Regions from separate parts of the Danio rerio genome. Here region 1 is linked to region 2. A link is a contact called in public Micro-C data. All regions are on one chromosome and are shown on one strand. The core of a region is the stretch at or near the end of the contact, and the rest is flanking DNA. Distances in the headings are between cores, read along the strand shown. Region 1 overlaps LOC101886077 (transcription initiation factor TFIID subunit 4). Region 2 holds the start of kctd15b (potassium channel tetramerization domain containing 15b).

What was found. A called contact is a pair of places that touch in the nucleus more often than the background predicts.
Region 1: a contact with region 2 is called in a Micro-C map of caudal fin, with 5 times the contacts expected there. The contact joins the enhancer-like site here to the promoter of kctd15b in region 2. A contact is called at or near these places in 2 of 18 Hi-C or Micro-C datasets (caudal fin and embryo) and 1 of 4 datasets of contacts at active chromatin or transcription factors (embryo).

The regions. Positions count from the first base shown.
Region 1 is chr18:2,594,723-2,598,313 of GRCz12tu, forward strand. It overlaps LOC101886077 (transcription initiation factor TFIID subunit 4), which reads right to left. Exons shown (of 15, transcript XM_073930134.1): 3 at 1,167-1,277. Among named protein-coding and RNA genes, the nearest start is that of lsm14ab, 23 kb to the right of the region's middle. Within about 2 kb of position 2,024, at least 5 of the 62 cell types and tissues checked have an H3K27ac peak or open chromatin away from gene starts, as enhancers often do.
Region 2 is chr18:2,359,706-2,363,690 of GRCz12tu, forward strand. kctd15b (potassium channel tetramerization domain containing 15b) reads left to right here and starts at 1,703. Exons shown (of 5, transcript NM_001003527.1): 1 at 1,703-1,756.

The DNA.
Region 1 (3,591 bases), core at 774-3,273, 240 kb after region 2:
AAACACGCTCTGTGCCCCGGCACAGTTGAGCTTATACTCTTAATGAGTTCTGGGTGTGTTTTGAGCATAACATGCATTAAACCAATCAGAGTCTCATCTCTCATTTCCTTTAAGAGTCAGTTGCGTTGCGCCATGGTGCATTTGCTATTTACATGGTGGACTTTATAAGTGTAAAAACTGAACGCTTCACTAGAGAGAAACAGTTAAACAGAGCATCTGCAGCGCGAGGATAAAGAACGAGCCTCCTCCATTCAGCTTCTTTACTTTTACTCTTTACTCCTTTACTTTGGTGGAGTGAGGAAACAGTGGAAACTCACTCCACTGAACACAACCATCAGCCGACATGTTTAGTTTAGTTTATTAAGCACAAATATTTGATTTAAAACTACTTCTAAATTCAGTTCTGATCTCCAGCAAAGGAATAAATGAACAATAACAACGAGGTGTGCTCAAAAAACTGAGTTACATCCAAACACACGACCTGTTCTTATGCCCCATATAATGATGCAGACATCTCCAAAACACCACAGATGGACAAATTTAAACTTGTTTTTATAAAAAAAACTATAATTACGTATATAATCAACAATATTGCTATTAATAATAACATTACACCAATGCAGATTGTCATTAATAAATTGAAAAAGCCCCGAGATGAAGGCATGAAGGCGGTGATTTTTAAATTTATATAGACAATAATCATTTCTGTAATATTTTAATCCTTTAATTGTTTTTATCAGTAAAGATATTTGTGTATTGCTTTACATCCAGTGTTTATTCAGCAGTGTGTAAGCGTTTGGACCGGCATAGTCGCATGACTAACACTCTGCGCTGGACTTTAGAGCAGCTTTTAGTTGGTCAGTGGCACTGTCTATTTCAGTTCCTTAAAATAGCAACGCACCAACAATGCGCCTTAACACACCTCCTTTATACATCAGCACACACATGAGTCCACAAAGTGGCACAAATGGATTTGCTATTCAAACAATGTGACGCAAAGCGGGAAAATTACTATCGCGCTGGCCTGAAAATAGCAACAAATCACACCAAACTTGTCTTGCATCTTATTGCGCCGGGTGTATGATAGGACCCAAAGAGAGAGAGAGAGAGAGAGAGAGAGAGAGAGAGAGAGAGAGAGAGATAAATAAGGGACAGGTGATGCTCACAGTGGGTCCGGGTGTGGTGCTGGTCTGGGCTGCGGGGCTCGGGGAGCTGGACTGGACTAGTTTCGTTTGAGCCGCAGGAGCAGGACGAATAGCCGGAGCGCTAACAGGAGACTGCAGGGGAAAATACAGACAAATAGAGAAAAGAGAGAAAGATAGATTGAGAACGGAGGAAAACACACGCAGGGTCACAGCATCTGAAAACACAGAGCATTTCTGAAACTCATCACACCATTGGTAGACAGTTTAGTCATGTTTAACAGAGAGTTAACTAGACATGAGGACAGAATCTCATCTACATTTCTGACCGTTCAGATCATGACAATGTGAATTTTCCAACGTTATTTTTAATTACCAAATGTCACCACATGTATAGCAAAACCAGTACATTTTGACCTTATTGGGAAAATGTTTTGGTCCCCATGAGGAAAACAACTTATTAATAAATGATATAAAACTGCAGATTGTTTCCTGTGAGGGTTCAGTTTAGAGGGAGAGAAGAGAATATACACTACATAGTATACAATTGATCACGTCTATGGGAAGTTCCCATAAAAAGTTGCTGTAGAAGTGTGTGCAATTTATAGCACAATCCTTACATAATACTTCTCAATAACTGCATACATATAATAAGTCATATGTCTTGTGTTGTTCATATGAATCATGACCCGCTGCTCCTGACAGAGATCTCCATGCTTGTCCTGTGAGCCCTGATTTCAGTGTGTGTGTCTGCAGGGTACACCCGGGTGTAAATCCCTGCTGTGAGGGGCTCCGAGATCAGTGCCAAACTCAACACACACAGATGCACGTCTCCGGGCCCCTGCAGACACGCGGAACCGCTCGGGGCCGCGCACACACACACACACACATGCACGCGCTGACGGCGACGCGCTCGCAGTGGAAGTGTCTTTTAAAGCGCTCAGGCAGTTGGAGGATAAATGATTCAAGGAAAGAGGAGCGTCTTCCGCACAAAGACTGACAGCAGGATGAGGAGAAGCGCCCGGGAATAAAAACACAAACTCCACACACACTAAAACTCTACTACTAACTGACTGCATTGATAAAACTACTCCTGAAATGACGCTTCTTTAAAGACAAGATGAATTAGCAGGTCAATTAAGAGGAATGTAACAAACTCACTTTGTACAATCTCATATTAAGTTTGTCAAGTTTCGTATTGATTATAAAATATAAAGCTTTAAATAATCAAGCTCCTGTTTATAGCCAACCTTCTGTCTCGCTACAATTCAACTCGCTCTTTAAGATCTCAAAAGACAGGGCTTCTGGTAGTACATAGAATAGCAAGGTCTACTAAAGGAGGTCGAGCCTTCTCATTTATGGCCCCCTAACTCTGGAATAGCCTTCCTGGTAATGTCCGAGGCTCAGACACACTCTCCCAATTCAAAACTACATTTAAGACCTGTCTTTTTAGTAAAGCATACACCCAGTGCATCACTTAGCGGTATGATACATGAATGTGCTCCACACAAGTTTCTGCATCTTGTTTATATACACTATGAACAGCAGCTACGCTAATTATTCTCTTTATTCTCTATTTCCACCTGGGGATACTCATCCCGAGGCCCTCAGTCTATGCAGCGCCACTGATTCGATCCAAGACCAGCGACAAAATGATCCCAAGGTTCCATAATCCTGGACCAGGCCGTATCCTGAGCATCTGCTGTGGTGGTCATGGAGGAGTGGAGAGCATGAGACTGATTCCAGTGAGACTCCAGGGACGGACAAGTCTTTGCTATGGTCCAGCTTTCAGCCTCCAGCACCTAGACTGCAGCTCTGCACAAGACGTTTGGCCAGAGGAGAAAAGGTCGTGCCCATCTGAGCCTGGTTTCTATCCAGGTTTTTTAATGAAAAGTTTTTTCCTCATCACGGTTGCCACTACCTTGCATGGATCAGGACCGCCAGAGCAGCGCATCGATGGATTTGCTCTTCAGTGTTTGGACTCTCAGCAGTGACTATTAAACCACAATGAACTGAGTTAAACTGAACTTAAACTCTGAAAACTGAACTACACTGCCTCAATTTATATGATCTTCTATATGAAGCTGCTTCGACACAATTTACATTGTAAAAGCGCTGTACAAATAAAGCTGAATTGAAAATATTAATCCCTATTGTAGTGCCTATAAAGTAGTACGAAGACTAGAACTACTGGTCAGAAAACATTTTCGTTAACTTAAATAAAATCAAAATAAAGGTTAGGTTCATAGCACTCCCCGAGAGTCTCCTGTATTTCACACCCATCTCCCACCACCATCCCATTTTGTCATTTCTCCCGGGAAACTCCTGTTATTCGTTTGGCCCAATCTAGTTATGAAAAAACACTCTCTGTCCATGTTTGTCAAGTTGCCAGATCTTGTGTGAAGCTCATCACCTCACACAGTTGATGAAATATTCAAATCTCGAAGCA
Region 2 (3,985 bases), core at 453-2,952:
GGGCAGGGCACTTGTCAATCAGGAAGCTCTAATCAAAATTGGACGACAAGGTCAGTGACATAGGATTCTGACTAGATTAATGTTAAGGACATAAACCTGTCATACATAAGACAATATTCCCAATTGTTGTTAAATTATGTTTGTGATCTATTCAAGTAACAATTTATATATATATATATATATATATATATATATATATATGTTTTTTATTTTTTTATTTATTTTTTTTTTTTTACACACACACCCCATATGGCTCTTAAAAAAACCACATTTGATTAAAAAAAATCTGAAATGGCTCTTTGCTGAAAAAAGGTTCCTCACCCCTGTCCTAGGCCATTTAGTGATTTACAGACCAGTAATAATACTTTAAAATCTATTCTGAATGTAACTGTGAGCCAGTTTAAAGACCTGAGGACAGGTGTGATTAAAAACCTTTTAAATATTATAATAATTAAAAGAGGTCATTAATATTGATATTGACTTTATAAATTTGTAAACTTTTTGAGAAAATAGTGTTTATACTGGACTTTCTCTAGACGCAAAAAATTGTTAAACATCACTTTAAATGTTTGAAGAATCATAATTTTTGAGGAGGGCTATTAATTTGGTTTTTTACTGTGTATATTTAGTTTTTTTATAACATACACTAAAGTGTGCAACTGTGGTTCCCCCAAACCGACACTGGCGGGCGCCAGATATCAGGAAAAGCCTCCTCCTGCATCATCAGTCAGTCCTGCATGTGAGAGCTCCAGTAATTACGGGTCTCAGCGCAACATCAATTATTCACAGTTATTTACACGCAAATAAACAAACATTCAGATAAATAAATAATCCAGTACCTGCGCGGGGCCGCTGCGCGCAGCTGAAGCCCGACACAACTGTCTGTATTTGTTTGCCTGCCCGTTAAATAAATGAAAATCCAGCTCGAGAAGTGTGTGTGTGTGTGTGTGTGTGTGTGTGTGTGTGTGTGTGTGTGTGTGTGTGTGTGTGTAGGGGGAGATCCTGGAGCAGACGCCTCCATCTAGCCGTGCGCAATAATTGAAATGGCGCATTTGGCCGCGGGCGCACAGTGAATGATGTCCAGACGTCATTCGCTTTTAATGGCCTTCAGGAAATTTGCCATTACAATTCTCGCAGACATTAGAGCGCGGAGAGGAGTTGCCTGAGCGCCGCGTCCAGATTTCGGCGTCGTAAAAAACAACACGCGTCTTTTTATCGCCACTTTATCAACAAGTTCTCCGCCGCAGCGCGCGCGCGGAGAGACACACACTCTCTCCGACTCGTTCAGGGGAAGGAAAATGTGTTGCCTTTGTGAAAGAGCCTGGGGGAATATTACATCAGACGAAATGACAATGATTAAAATCAGCCTTTCTGCCTCTCCAAAGTCTCAGGAACGGCGCGGTGACACTTGCCTGATGCGTAAACCGTTATGCGCCCAACTTTAGAGCTATTTTTTTTCCAGCTGAAACAATCAAGGAGGGGGGGAAATATCAGGTTTGCATCTGTTCCAATGAGTGTGCTCGGGTTTGAGTTAATTGTCCTCTAATCCTGTGTGGCCCCAGAGGCGTTTGCGCAGCCCGGAGCCAGAATTCTTCTTTCGGCTCTGCTCTGATTCAGAGACGGATTATTGGCTTCCTTCTGCCCATAAGCAAAGCAGCAGATTCGCCGTGGCCAAAAAAGCCTGATACACACACACGCTTGTGTTGAGAAATAAGAAGATCAAGAGGGGGAAGGAGAGCTCGGTCTCCTGGAGAAGGTAAGACAGTCCTGCGCGCGTTTGCGCTCTGAACGCGTCCACACAACAGCAGCGCTGCGCTTTAATGCAGTTTGACGGGGTTTTTCACTCCAGACAGGAAGGGAATATAGCTTTTTCGGATAGAAACTTGAGCGAGAGACGCGAACATTCATCTGGGAGCCGATTGATCCGAACTCCGGACACCTACGATGTTTGAAACGGTACCGTTTCCTGTCAAATCTCACCTCCATGTAGACTAGATCATTGATGTGATGCTGGTTTATTTTGTGTGTGTGCTGCGCCGTGACAACGCGTACCAAATCGCGTGCGATTTTCAGATTTCTAACCCTGTTTAAACAGCCTCCAGGCACTGAGAGTCTGCTAGCTATTATTATTCGCGGGATACACATGCATGCATGCATATGCCTCATACCTGAAGCTTTATCGCTGGGAGTGAGACGCCATGTTGTGAAATGATCCGAATTGAAGTTTTAACCCGTAGGGCACCGACCTAAACTGATTTCATTGTATATATCCAAGTTTTCGCCGATCTCTCCTCCATCGTCGGTTTCACAGACAGTCCGCCATTAAGAGTTGAACACAAACGTGTTTATTTGGGGACTGAATGGAAAGGAGAGTCTCGAAGTTTGACTGCTAACAATATGTGCTAGGATATCTCACCGAATAAAGCTAAAAGTAAGTTTTTTTTCGAATATCAGTACACAGTAGGTTCCCATCTGGTGATTTATATTTGGGAACCAGTTCCGTTTTAGGGCTATTTATAGCTGCTACTAACCCTCCTGAAGAGATGAAGCTCAAGAACGCTTTTATGAAGTATAAATGATGAAAACGAGTGTTTATTTAACACTTAAATGAATGTTGAATGACAGTGAAACCGTCCCAAAGTTAAGTATCTGAACTGATAACTGTTATAAAACGAGTTTAGACTACTCAATGAAGCTACAGGTTTAATATGGATTTTCCAGCTCAGTTTGCATGGATGTAAGCCCCCGTTTAAAGTGATAGCTCACCCAAAATGAAAGTTCTGTCTTTTACTCAAGTTTAAATGCATTTTTTTATTTATTCATTTATTTATTTTTGAACACAAAGATATTTCGAGGAAAGCTTGAACCATTAGCTTCCATAGTTTTTCCTCATCCTAATATGATTTTTGATTTTATTAAAACTTTCTCACCATTTAAAAAATATTAATATTACAAAGGTACACTTTACTCAAGCTGTTTTCTAACTATTAGTTCTCCATTTTAACAGAGCACAACATATCTTTATAAATCCACACATTTTCTAAATCTGACATTCTTATAAAAAAAAAATCAAACTTGACTGTCACTTTAATTAAACTCTTGGCAACCTTCACCTTCTATCCTTTCTTTTCTTGTTATGTAAATTGCCGTTTTGGCTTTTTTTTACAACAAAATTTATAATTAGTTTTTGTCATTCTTTTCTTTTCTGCAAATTTGAACCCAGAAATGAAATCATCCTACTATGGAAGTCAATGCTCACAGGTTTTCAACTTTATTTAGAGTTCATCTTTTGTGTTCAACAACAAATAAAACAACTAATAAATCTCTGAAACCTCACTCAAGGTGAGTTAATAGTGAGTTTGTATAGGCTGGGAGCTTTTATATGACAACCTAATACTAATGCTTAATGTTATGTTCTGAAATGTTATTCATGCGTATATACACAGTTAAATTTGAAGATTATTTTTATATATTTTTTTATATTTCCCAAATGATGTTTAACAGAGCAAGGAAACTTTCACAGTATTTCCTATAATATTTTTTTTTTCTGGAGAAAGTCTTATTTGTTTTATTCCGACTAGAATAAAAGCAGTTTTAATTTTTTAAACACCATTTTAAGGACAGAATTATTCACCATTTAAGCTATTTTTTTCCGATAGTCTACAGAACAAACCATCGATATACAATAAGTTAACCTAATTAACCTAGTTAAGCATTTAAATGTCACTTTAAGCTGTATAGAAGTGTCTTGAAGAATATCTAGTCTAATATTATTTACTGCCATCATGGCAAAGATAAAATAAATCAGTTATTAGAGATGAGTTATTAAAACTATTATGTTTAGAAATGTGCTGAAAAAAATGCTCTCTGTTAAATAGAAATTGGGGGGAAATAAACAGAGGGGCTAATAATTCAGAGTTCAACTGTATTTAATTAATATAATCATAAATTAAGCATAATTTTTAATATCGTTGCACTAATTTTG